Regions from separate parts of the Sus scrofa genome. Here regions 2, 3 and 4 are each linked to region 1. Evidence: chromatin contacts called from public HiChIP or PLAC-seq data. All regions are on one chromosome and are shown on one strand. Each heading gives the region's core, a stretch centred on a gene start, on an enhancer-like site or on the middle of the called end of the contact. The rest is flanking DNA. Distances are from core to core; before and after follow the strand shown. Region 1 has its middle 41 kb from the start of TRNAH-GUG. Region 2 has its middle 450 kb from the start of NFIB. Region 3 has its middle 400 kb from the start of MPDZ. Region 4 has its middle 300 kb from the start of MPDZ.

Region 1 (2,707 bases), core at 96-2,595:
CTTCCATGATCTATTTAATCAAACTTTACTTTTCTGCTCAGATTGACTGGTTTTGAGTGGTTGCCTCAGACTTCTGGGTGACCAGATATCAGTCCATTCTGTAAGACAGACCCCCATGGGTAGCCTTTAGTGTCATTAGAGCCCCTGCTCCCTTCTACCCAGAACAGAATTCCCGCACGGCAGTTCTGATTTTAGAACCCAGTTTTTTGAAATAGTCAGAGATTGATAAATATTCTGGGGCATAAAAGAAATACAAAGTAAAAGATCAGGAGAGGGCACGTCTTTGAAAAAGGAAGCTTGGATCCTGTTTGAAAAAGGTAGTAGGAGAAGGGGAGTAAGGGCCAGGAGAGAGTGTGGGGGGATACCATCTCTCCCAGGCTGGCACGGGCTTGGCATACAGGGTGAATCCAAAGCAAATCGGCCTACCGGACACGGTGCCACATGCTTTTCTTGTGAGCCCAATGAATGCAAAGCTCCCTTAATCCACACCAAAATAAAAATGAAATGTAAGCCGGCCGGAGCCCGGACCCAGCGTGACCTCTTCCACCAAGCGGCAGTCCATCCTCCAACCTAGGTCTTGGCTGATTTCACCTAAAACATTCTCCCTCGTCCTGCCCCCAACCCCTCCCATATTCCTTTGACATATTTTTGCCACCCAAACAGCCTCCCCAAATGCCTCCTTTGGTGACATCACGGAGAGCCATGGGTTGCCTCTGGTATCCCATCTGTTCCTGCAGGCCTGGCCTCCTCTCCTCCAGGGCGAGATGCGATGCGAGTGTTGAGTGGAGGCTGGGTGGGGGCGGGGTGGGGATCGGGCCTTTGAAGCTGTTTTCTATCAGGCGCTGCAGCTGTCAGCGTTGGCTGCGGAAGCCACTGATTGTCCTTGTAGCTCCCGTTTGCCGGCGGTGCACTGTGCTTTTGGATATTAATTGGGCTTTCATTATGTGAACGTACCCAGAGGCTTTTGCAGTTGATTCCTATATCTATATTCATTCATAAAAAATGCCAATAAATAACAACTCTCTCAAAGCAGCTTTGAATGTTTTGAATAATGGGTTGGTTTACTTTTTTTCTCCCATTTCCCCCCACCCCTTATTTTTTTTCTTTTTCCCTATTACTGTGTAATTGATCACAGAATCTTTAGGACAATGGAAAAGCCCATTGGCTAAATCACCTTATTACAGTTCCATATAGTTGAAAAGAGGCTTAATGCTAAATTATCAGATCCCAGCTATTGTGGAAACCAAGAAAGAATAATGCTCCGAAATAACACGGTGGTGCCTCTGTGCTCTCATCCTCTCAGGAGCTGTTGGCACGCCTGCCATGGGAGAGCTCCATTGAGTCAGCAATCCCCTGAAATGAACAGTGGGGCCCAAATTCATGTAGGGAGTGAGTCTCTTTTATTTTGCCGTATATTCGAGGTTCTAAGATATTTTAGAGCCGGGGCTTTCAAAAAAAAAAAAAAAAAACAAAAAACAAAAAACAAAAACCTTATCTTACATTTGTGTTTAACTGTGGGAAAACTTAGGTTTTAGATTCAAAATGCCCTAAATTAATGTCGCAAACCCCTTTGACACGCAGAATTATCGTATATAGTCCCACATAAAGTAGAGATGAAAGCAGAAACTGCACATCCGTTTCATTTCACTGAAACTATTCGTAGGAATGAAGGATGTTCATTAAAAGTTAACAGTGACACAGCTGTACAGAACTCTCAGAGAAAATGTCATTGTCACGGGAGCCTGCCTGTGACGGAGTATCATGCTCCATAGCAGAATGTGAGGTTCCTGTGGTCTGTTGAGCTGTTAATGACATTGAAAACGAAGTGCCCCTCAAGAGTGTGGGGATACAGACGGATTTGGGAAGGCCATTGTTCTAGCCTGCAAGCCATAACTTTAACAAGAAGTGAATATAATTTTGTTTCCAAAAACTAGGTAGACTCAGAGATGCTAAGGAATCTCTTCTCGTTTCTGGGAAAAGGAGTGGACATCATTTCTTTATAGTAAACTCTGTGTGTCCAGTTCTCTCTCAGTGTCTGCCTGTCTTGTTCTTTCTGTCTCTCTTCCTCTTTAAATAGAAGGTGCATGGGTATTAGATGGGTAACAGTGGAAAGGCAAAACAAACCAGAAAAACCCACTGCCTACTCAAAGTGAACTTTAATAAGATTTCTACTGCCCTGTTCCACTGCATGTTGTTTCTGCAGTATTACATAATGGCTGTTTCTCATAGAATCGCTGAAAAAAACCCAAAGAGTGGGTAAACAACAGAGGCTTAGGTAAATATGCAAAGATAACACTATTCTTGCTATTAGATAAATTCTTCTTGAATTGCTTTGTGCAAATGTTCAGTGACGGCAATGGGAAATTTGGGTAGTAAAGATAATAAGTCAGTGCTAGTTTTGGAGAAAACAATCCATATTTCTCATTTCCAACAGATTTAAAAATAGCCAGTGTGGTATTTTTCTTTGTAATATGAAAAATGGGTAGAGAGTAAAAAACTTTTTTTTTTTCAAGATTTGAGAAAATCTTTACAAGTCTTTATCTCACCTGAGACTAAGAAGAGACTCAGAACCAATTTAGGAAAACCATTAAATACCTATTCAAGACTATATGAAGTAATGATTATACCTTAATACCAATATTCTCTTTCAGTGTAAGGGGAAAATAACAAGATAGCTAGCAAAATCATGTAAAATTGTTATCCAACT
Region 2 (2,700 bases), core at 121-2,620, 530 kb before region 1:
TAAGCACCAAAGCTTAGTTCTCTTGGTTTCACCATCTCCCACACCATGTAATTCCTGGAACTCCATGGTGCACAATTATTAAAATCTATTGAAGGCACAGGGTAGGCAGAAACTCCTGATAATGGGCACAACTCATACCAACCAAAAAACCAGAGGTCCCATGGGACTGTGGGTGAGTACTGAGGCCTGTGGGATTCAACCATCATTCAGCATTTACCCCATTTGATCCTCACTTGCATGTGGTCTGGACCAGGACTGCTAGGTTCCATTTTACAGACGGGAAAGTTGAGGCCCAGGAAAGCTAAAGAATTTATCCAAGATCACATTGCTGACAGCTTAGATTCCAACCCTAGTTTTCTAACCTCAGAATAAAGTGGTTGTTTTTTGTTAACAATGAACGATGAATTTGTTTTGAACCAATTCTAAATGTTTCCATGACTTCTTCTCTCACATCTTCACCCTTCACGCCATCACATGATAATGCTTCACATGAGAATTGAACAATTTAATATTTAAGGCGAGAGAATCCATTCACTTGAATCCTACCACCACTAACACTGCATTAAGTCATCTGCAAAAGCGGCCAGTGTTGTGGGCTGGCTGAGGGCTCCCCTCTCACTGTTAAGTCAGTGTTAAATTCTATGAGAAGTGACACCCTACAGTATGCCGAGCCTTTCAATGTTCCCAACCACGCTCTGACTGCATTATACAAAAGGCAAACACAGGGGCTGACCTCCTTTGATGCCAGATTCCCACTCTTACCATCTCTGATGGAAAGTGACCTGAGGAGGCCCTGCCTGAAATAAAGAGGGTTGGAGTCAGGCACCCCCGAAATCAGAGACTTTCCTCCCCAGGGATGGCTGTGTGCAGCCCTGAGAGCATGATTCTTGGATGCTGTTTCAGAAGGAACCACGAGCCATTTATTCTCAGTCTGAAATTGGCAGCCTTTACGTTTGGGGGAATTTTTAATAGGACTAACAGAGGAACCAACACTAGGGATTATTCTCTCAGTGTGGGGTTAGATGTGTAATGCATATGTTTGCCCTGAGGACCCTCAACCACATACTATAAAACTTTGTTAAAATGCTTTTCCCCTCAACTATTAACATTTTCCTGTGTACATTGTGTAGTTCTAAAGGGCCCAGCCAAAAGTTTATAAAGCTATGTTCCCCCACAGACCATTACTTTTGTGCTAATTAATTAGGGAAACCAATATCTCAGATATGAAATTCCAAGCTCCAGTTGCTCAGTTTGGCTGCAAATCTGTTTTCCTAATTATTGACTACTTTCTGCTACTTTAAGTCCACCACCTAAGCTCTTGGACAGAGCCGGCTTCAGGGAGCGGGGGAGGTCTCCAATGGCAACGCCGTCCACGTTGAACGGGGGAGTAGGAGGAAGGCCTTGCAGCTGTCGGAGTCACTGAGGATTTGGGAGGAAGTAAGAGGAAGAAAAAAAGGAGATTTGCAGGACAGACTTGGGAGAAAGACCGAGACCTTTTGACAAAATTTTGGTGAGGCATAATCCTCGAAAATTACTAAGGCACTGACATGCTTAAGGCAACACAGTCTTCAAAAGGTCTCTGTCAAGGAAGTACTGATTTAGACTCATCTAGAAAAATATCGGCATATGCATGGTTAGTGTGTTCTTCTGCCCTTGATTGGTTTCATTTCATTTCTGAATTCCTGGAGGGGGCTAAATTTTTATTTCTAATTTGGTAGGAATTTAGGCAGTTTTCCCATTGCTCCCAGTATTTCCGATTTACATTGCAAATCTAACTGTTTACCTTTGGGGATATATACATACACACACACATATACACATATATATGCATATACATGTTGGAGAGATTTTGAAATCTGCCTATGATGCGATTCAGTCACCTGTCCACTGCAGAAGACTGGATATAGCACAATGGGTAGTGATTTATGAAAAATAAAGTCATAGCATGTTTTTACCACACTAAGCTGAACGGTAATAAACCATTTAATTGCCATGTAAAAAACAAAGAGATATATATCAGTAAAACCACAGGGTCCATGTGAAAAAATAAATATAGGAGATATACGTATATTGTTTTCTGATTATACTGATTTTATAAAGAGAATAGGGAGAAGTTCCCATTGTGGCTCAGCAGAAATGAACCTGACTAGTATCCATGAGGATGCAGGTTCAATCCCTGGCCCTGCTCAGTGGTGATGCCATGAGCTGTGGTATAGGTCACAGACATGGTGGCAGGTAGGCAGCTACAGTTCCAATTTGACCTCTAGCCTCAGAACTTCCATATGCCTTAGGTGTGGCCCTAAAAAAAAGAGAGAGAAAGAACAGGAAAAATCACCTATGTTCCTTGAGTATAAACCATGATGCTGGTCCTGGACAGTATGCTCTGCATATGCTGTTTCAGTTGAGACTTTCTAACACCTCAAAAAATGTCTTTATCCCTAGGTGACAGTTGGGAAGTTCAGAGGTTACGTAATGTGACTAAGGTCAGCTTCTTAGAATATGGTAGAGACTAGACTGGAACTCAGCTCTGCCCAGAAAAAAAGCAAAGTTCTTCCTCCTAAAAACTGTTTCTTGGAAAAAATAGTTGCATAGCATACATATGCAGGCAGTTTGTCCTTCAAATTTTACTTTTAATTCTTCTTATGGATGTTGATGTCTAACACCCAAAGACTAGTTTCTGAGTACACACAAAAGCTTTCT
Region 3 (2,873 bases), core at 258-2,757, 680 kb before region 1:
GCCACAAAGGAACTTCAACATTGTCTTTTAAAGGACAATTCCAGTGGACCACAAATTTTATATCCAAAGGAATCAATTGTGATAATAGAATGACAGTGGACATTGGATTATAAGATAGAGAACCATGCTGTAATAATAACCTATAAACTAGATATTCTATCAACTCTAAAGTATTGCTATGCTTTCCACATATTCTCAGGAGTGTTGATTCTCTACATTTTCAAATCTGAAAATATCCATTATTTACCATGTCTAGCAATGGCTGGAAAAATGTTCCTCAACCTCTATGGAGAACTAGTTCCTCTTCTAAAGGAATATTAACAATGATGGCTCCTCATCTCTATTACATCCTTGACCATTTTCACTTCCCAAAGTATACTGTTAGTAACATTTAATCTGAGTTCTGCATCTATTCAAGGTGTTTGCCAATCTGTCCATTTATTCTTGTTCTTCTAGCACTAGGCATATTTCCTAGTATAAAATATGTGCCCTGTTAATATTTATTGAAAAAATAATATATCTGGTGACCACTACATCTGGCTAAGCACAATGTCTGATTTAATTCTCACAATATCATGATATATGATTACTATTTCTAATTTACATATTAAGACATCAAAGTTGGAGGGTTTTTGCTTCTTTAAATTTCTATGCCATAATTGGCAGAGGTAGGAATTTAAGTCATGTTTGTTTGTCTCTATGATGTGTAGATAAATATTTAATAACCAGCTCTCTGAGAAGCAAAAGCTGTGATTAGTAGCACATGCCAATTTCCATGATGTAAATACTCACACTGTGGTCAGTTTTAACCTATTAAAGTAACATCAATGGGTTCACAACATTTAACAGCTTGCTCTTGCAAGCTGCTATAGTCTGGCTTCAGCACACCATTAATTTCAGTGTAAGTATAGAGTGCTTTCAAGTTAAGCTCAGGCTGCTGGACAGGCTGTTGGTCCTATCTCGGTAGCTGAGGATCTCACCAATAGCTAGAACACAGTCACCCCCTGTAACCTTTGGCTGTTATGACCTCTATATTCCAGACTATTTTGCAGCTGGTCATATCATGGACAAATCCACTCATCAGAAATGCTCTCCCTTCCCTAAAGAAACCCACTTCTGCTCTTAGGCATGAATTAAGCAGAACAGAAGATTTTAAGTAATCCCCAAATATGGCAGTCTTCTGACTTCCTGCCTTAAAATAAAAGGGGGAAAAAAGCATAACTATTTGTTTATCAAGGAGGACTTCTTTGAGGTGTTTAGTTGTTTTGTGACAGGAATGGCAGTTGATAAGTAGTATTCATGTCCAAATAACGATGTTATTATCTGAAGCTGCTTATTATTTGTGTCTTCAGGCAGAAAAAAAAAATTTTTTTAATCTCACTGAGTTCCTAAAGTTTTCTTGGGATTGAATCCCTAAAGTTTTCTTGGGATTGTCTGGACTCACTTGGAATGCTAGTGAAATCCACACAGGATGATTAGAGGGGAATCTTTCGGCACTCTTAAAAAACTCTCACATTATTTTCTCCCTTGGGAAGCTGCTCAAGAACATGTTGTATTGGGAGTGAAAAGCCGCTAGGTCAATGGAATCATTTCTTTGTGACTTGGGGATTTCTCAGAGCCAGAAATGTTATCCAAGCTTCATCCCTGTGACTGAGGAAAATTGCATCAGCTGCTCACAGGATACCAGATTTCAATATGACATCTATTTAAGCAATGCCCTGGATGGCAGATGTTGGATCTTAGTTACTGGATGCATGTGTGAGTGAGTGCATTGGAGCCTGGCTTGTTCTCTCTGGCTTGCTAACAAAAGTTTGAAAAATTATTTGGGAAAAGATAATGTCAGACTAACATGACTGTCAGGAAGAAAAGTTGCTACTTATGCATGCTTGTGAGTGTATACAAATTGGGTAAATACAGTTCTGTATGCATTGGCTAAAACTACACATGACGTGGATGAAAGAAGACAGAAAATAGGTGAAGTCTACAGGTTAAGGTCAAGAGACTTCATTTTTTCTGCTCTACTCTCTAACTCTATAACTTGGAAACATTACTTAGTTTTTCTTGTCCTTAATACTTTTGAGTAGAAACATGGGGTTTGAAATCTATACAATCATTTACTCCTTTTTTTTTTAATTCCTATATTTCAAGTGATAAAATTAAATAATGGTTTTATTGCCAAAGGTAGATTGAACAAAGCATATATCAAAGGGAATAAAAGATACCCCAATAATAATATTGAAAAAATAAGTTATTAAGATTTAAGAAAAGTCCCTGTGATTTTTTTTTTTTTTGCCTTTGACCAAGGCAATATCCACATACATCTGGACGAAGGTGAAAAAAAATATGCCAATCACCCAGATGGTACTAAGTGTTTGATATCTGTCATCTTACAGGCCAAACACCTGGATAATTGCATTCATTTTCACTCTTTAGCCAGATGTTTTGAAATCATAGAGGTATGGCTTAGATAAAAAGTAGATGCTTTTAATTCACAAGGCAGAATAAGGTGCAATAAGGGGTAAGAAGGAAAGAAAATGAGCAATTTTTGACCACCTACTTCTTGTCAGATATTTTCCTTCCTATTTTATATTTAATCTTTATAAGAAGACCATGAGGCATTATCCCCCACTTACAGGTCAGGAAATGGAAGCTCAGGAATTTAACTTATTTTTCAATGTTATATTTGTAATAAGTATTAAAGCTGGGACCCAAGTTTCTTTATGATGGAGAGAAGTATCAAAAATGAATACAATTAATTTATAGGTAATAAAATTAAGAGCTGAAGACAATAGAGTTGCCACATAAATAAATAAAAGAGAGTATACAGGCACATATAGAAACCGACCTGAACTATTGTTCATCTGAAAGACTTT
Region 4 (2,726 bases), core at 163-2,662, 780 kb before region 1:
TTCCTTTATTGGAAGCAGGGGCAGGGGGAAAGCATATAAAGTTACTTGGAGCAGAAAGGGTATTTTCATCTTATTACTTTCTCAGTGACCACACCCATTCCATTCCCTCACCTGGCTCAGCACCAGGCCCAGAGGGAGAGGTTTTAAATTTTTATTTTTTTAATTGAAAACGGATGCTGCACCTTGTTTTTCATGCCTGCATTTTTCATCAGAAAAAAAAAAAAAAGAACACCTAGCCAAGGATTAGTTTTCTACCTCTGCAACCTCATAAAACCGAGGAATCAAAACTTGGCATTCAGCTTTATAGATAGTCACACTGGAAAAATTGAGAAACTACCAAATAAGTTGACTGTCTGCCCAAGACTTCTTATTTCATGTGCCTGCCTCCTATATCAGCCCCTCATGCAGAGGTTTCCTTTGGCATTATACTTCCTGTATTGTCAGAAACAAAGCTACATTTAAAAGGTTAAGTCAAATAAACTCAGCTACAAAAGGGCTTATAAAATAATCATAGTCCTGAACAGCAAGGAAAGAAGACAGCCACTAAAACCATAAAGGGAATACTTTGTGGATGGCTGTGCTTTAAATAAGGTTCACATGAGCTCTGTAACATTAGATGCTTTTAAAATTCAGAGGACAAAGTACAGACATGTTTGTGCACTTCTCTTTCATTTGACAAGTCTTTTTGAATCGGGTCTGGACTACATACTTTCTGCTGCTTGTACACACACACACACACACACACACACACACACCACACACACACACACACACACACGCACACACACACGGCTGGAAAGTTGGCTTTGTTGTTTTGCCCTTTCGAGCTTGTGCACTATGGAGGGGCAAGAACAATTCTACCTCCCTCCTAAAGGCCAAAGCAGCACCAGATTCTAGCTAGATCTCTTCAGGCTCAGAATCAACCTCCACTTGAAAGACTGTCGCAGCAACTTACTAGAATCCTAGGAGGCTGCTTATCACAGACTGCCCTGCCCTCTGTGAGCATGAAGGCCTTTGGAAGGTAGTTCAGCGCACCTTTCTTTAAATTGTATTCTTATAGTTTAATTTAAAAGTCAGTGACTGCCTAGGTGAGTATAATCAACAAAGAGGCACTACTTTTCATTGTATTTTAAAATCTCAGTCCGCATCAACTCCAGAACCACCGTGTGCTCCTTTGCTCCAAACTGGGGGGCTTTGTTTCCAGGAGCACAGCAAATGGCCCTCCCACGACCCTCTCCTCCTGGTCCTTAGTTTACAATTGTTGGTAACCCCCTCAGCTAAAAAATGTTACTAAGAAAAATTCCACAGAAACCAAAAGAAAAGGGCCAGGCAGACTGTGCTTTTAAAGAGCTTTTCCAGACTGACTCTGCAGAGCTGTCTGCCGGGAGCGAGTTGCTGAGCTATTATGACTTGAATAGGTTTCAGCTCTAGGGATGTCCCCCAAGGTTAACTAGATAGTTCAGTTAAAAATAACATTAAATTCATTACCCTCCCCCTTACCCGAAAAGGTGGGGGGCGGGGCTCACATCCCAAGAACGTGAAGGATCTGGTTTAAAGTGACAAAAGCCAGGAGATTCAAAGTTAAAGGAGGTTAGAGGGGCTCCGTGGAGGGAGTTAAGGATGAAGTGCCAACTTTAACCCAGCATTACTATGCTTTTGTACCGTCTGAGGCAGGCTGTTTACACTATTTAAGGGGTCAGTATGGAGGAGGTTGTTTAAAAGAAAAAAAAATTTTTTAAAGTTAAGGTGGGGATGAAAAGTGCAATGTCTGAAACTTTAGATATAGCAGAGAAAAGCATTCAGTTCTCATGCACTTGGCAAAAAACTGTCCTCTGATGAATTGTGCCTGGGGTTTTCTGTGCTTAAATCCTTTTCCTTTTTATTTTTAACATTGTGTAGACACACAGAAATCCATTCTTCATTTTCATTGAAATCTTTTACTTTTAATTTAAAAAGAGATGCTCCAATGGAATAGCAGTTTGGGTAAAGTATTTGAAAGTCATAGCTTGTTGGACCACTAGATTACAACAGATGCAAAGATGTCATTAGAGGCTGTACATGGCCAATGGCTGAATTTAAATCAATATCACTTACTAAATTCAAGAAGGAAAGAGGCTGGTTCTCAACCTATGTCCATGGATTCCTTCAAGGTGTACCATTATTTCAACTGAGTCCTTTTCAAAGTAGTTATTTCAAGCTAAAATATGTTCAAGTTATAAAAGTTGCAAAGTGTTTACAATATTAAGCTACCTTGCTTCCATCATTTTTGTATAGAGATTCTTACAATCGAGTATAACATTTTAAAAAGTTTTAGAAGAAATATTATGTATTATATAGTGTCAGTTACATTCTCATGTAATATTAGGTAAGCCTTTCTTTTTTGTTTTTGTTTTTGTTTTTTACATTTTTAAAACAAGTGTACTTTTCAAGCAATTACCAATTAATTTTTTATCTCTATAAAAAGAAAATTTTCGTTTCTTCTTTGCCTCATTTGGATTCCAAGACACCTCATATGGACCTTTTAAACTCTTTAATCTTGTACTAAAACTTTTAAACCCTTTAATCTTATGCTAAAACTAAAATATCCTTATTTGCCAAACTGTTGTACTAAGGCCATATCATCAACAGAGCTTTGTGCTCAGACCATAGAGTTCCTTAGGGATAGACTTAACTTCAAGGTTTTATATAACCCTGTCTTTCTCAGTGCAAAGTTGATGGCACTGAAC

What was found. HiChIP or PLAC-seq counts read pairs in DNA pulled down with a chosen protein or histone mark.
Region 2: an H3K27ac HiChIP or PLAC-seq map of skeletal muscle shows a contact between it and region 1, with 5 times the contacts expected there. The contact joins two enhancer-like sites. A contact is called at or near these places in 1 of 47 Hi-C or Micro-C datasets (fetal skeletal muscle) and 1 of 2 datasets of contacts at active chromatin or transcription factors (skeletal muscle).
Region 3: a contact with region 1 is called in an H3K27ac HiChIP or PLAC-seq map of skeletal muscle, with 9 times the contacts expected there. The contact joins two enhancer-like sites. A contact is called at or near these places in 1 of 47 Hi-C or Micro-C datasets (heart right ventricle) and 1 of 2 datasets of contacts at active chromatin or transcription factors (skeletal muscle).
Region 4: an H3K27ac HiChIP or PLAC-seq map of skeletal muscle shows a contact between it and region 1, with 7 times the contacts expected there. The contact joins two enhancer-like sites. A contact is called at or near these places in 1 of 47 Hi-C or Micro-C datasets (embryonic fibroblasts) and 1 of 2 datasets of contacts at active chromatin or transcription factors (skeletal muscle).

Annotation. Positions count from the first base shown.
Region 1 is chr1:208,099,704-208,102,410 of Sscrofa11.1, reverse strand. No RefSeq gene overlaps it. Among named protein-coding and RNA genes, the nearest start is that of TRNAH-GUG, 41 kb to the right of the region's middle. Within about 2 kb of position 1,345, at least 12 of the 83 cell types and tissues checked have an H3K27ac peak or open chromatin away from gene starts, as enhancers often do. A contact at or near this core is called in fetal skeletal muscle and skeletal muscle, where this site is marked.
Region 2 is chr1:208,633,466-208,636,165 of Sscrofa11.1, reverse strand. No RefSeq gene overlaps it. Among named protein-coding and RNA genes, the nearest start is that of NFIB, 450 kb to the right of the region's middle. Within about 2 kb of position 1,370, at least 6 of the 83 cell types and tissues checked have an H3K27ac peak or open chromatin away from gene starts, as enhancers often do. A contact at or near this core is called in fetal skeletal muscle and skeletal muscle, where this site is marked.
Region 3 is chr1:208,784,360-208,787,232 of Sscrofa11.1, reverse strand. No RefSeq gene overlaps it. Among named protein-coding and RNA genes, the nearest start is that of MPDZ, 400 kb to the left of the region's middle. Within about 2 kb of position 1,507, at least 7 of the 83 cell types and tissues checked have an H3K27ac peak or open chromatin away from gene starts, as enhancers often do. A contact at or near this core is called in skeletal muscle, where this site is marked.
Region 4 is chr1:208,883,202-208,885,927 of Sscrofa11.1, reverse strand. No RefSeq gene overlaps it. Among named protein-coding and RNA genes, the nearest start is that of MPDZ, 300 kb to the left of the region's middle. Within about 2 kb of position 1,412, at least 17 of the 83 cell types and tissues checked have an H3K27ac peak or open chromatin away from gene starts, as enhancers often do. A contact at or near this core is called in skeletal muscle, where this site is marked.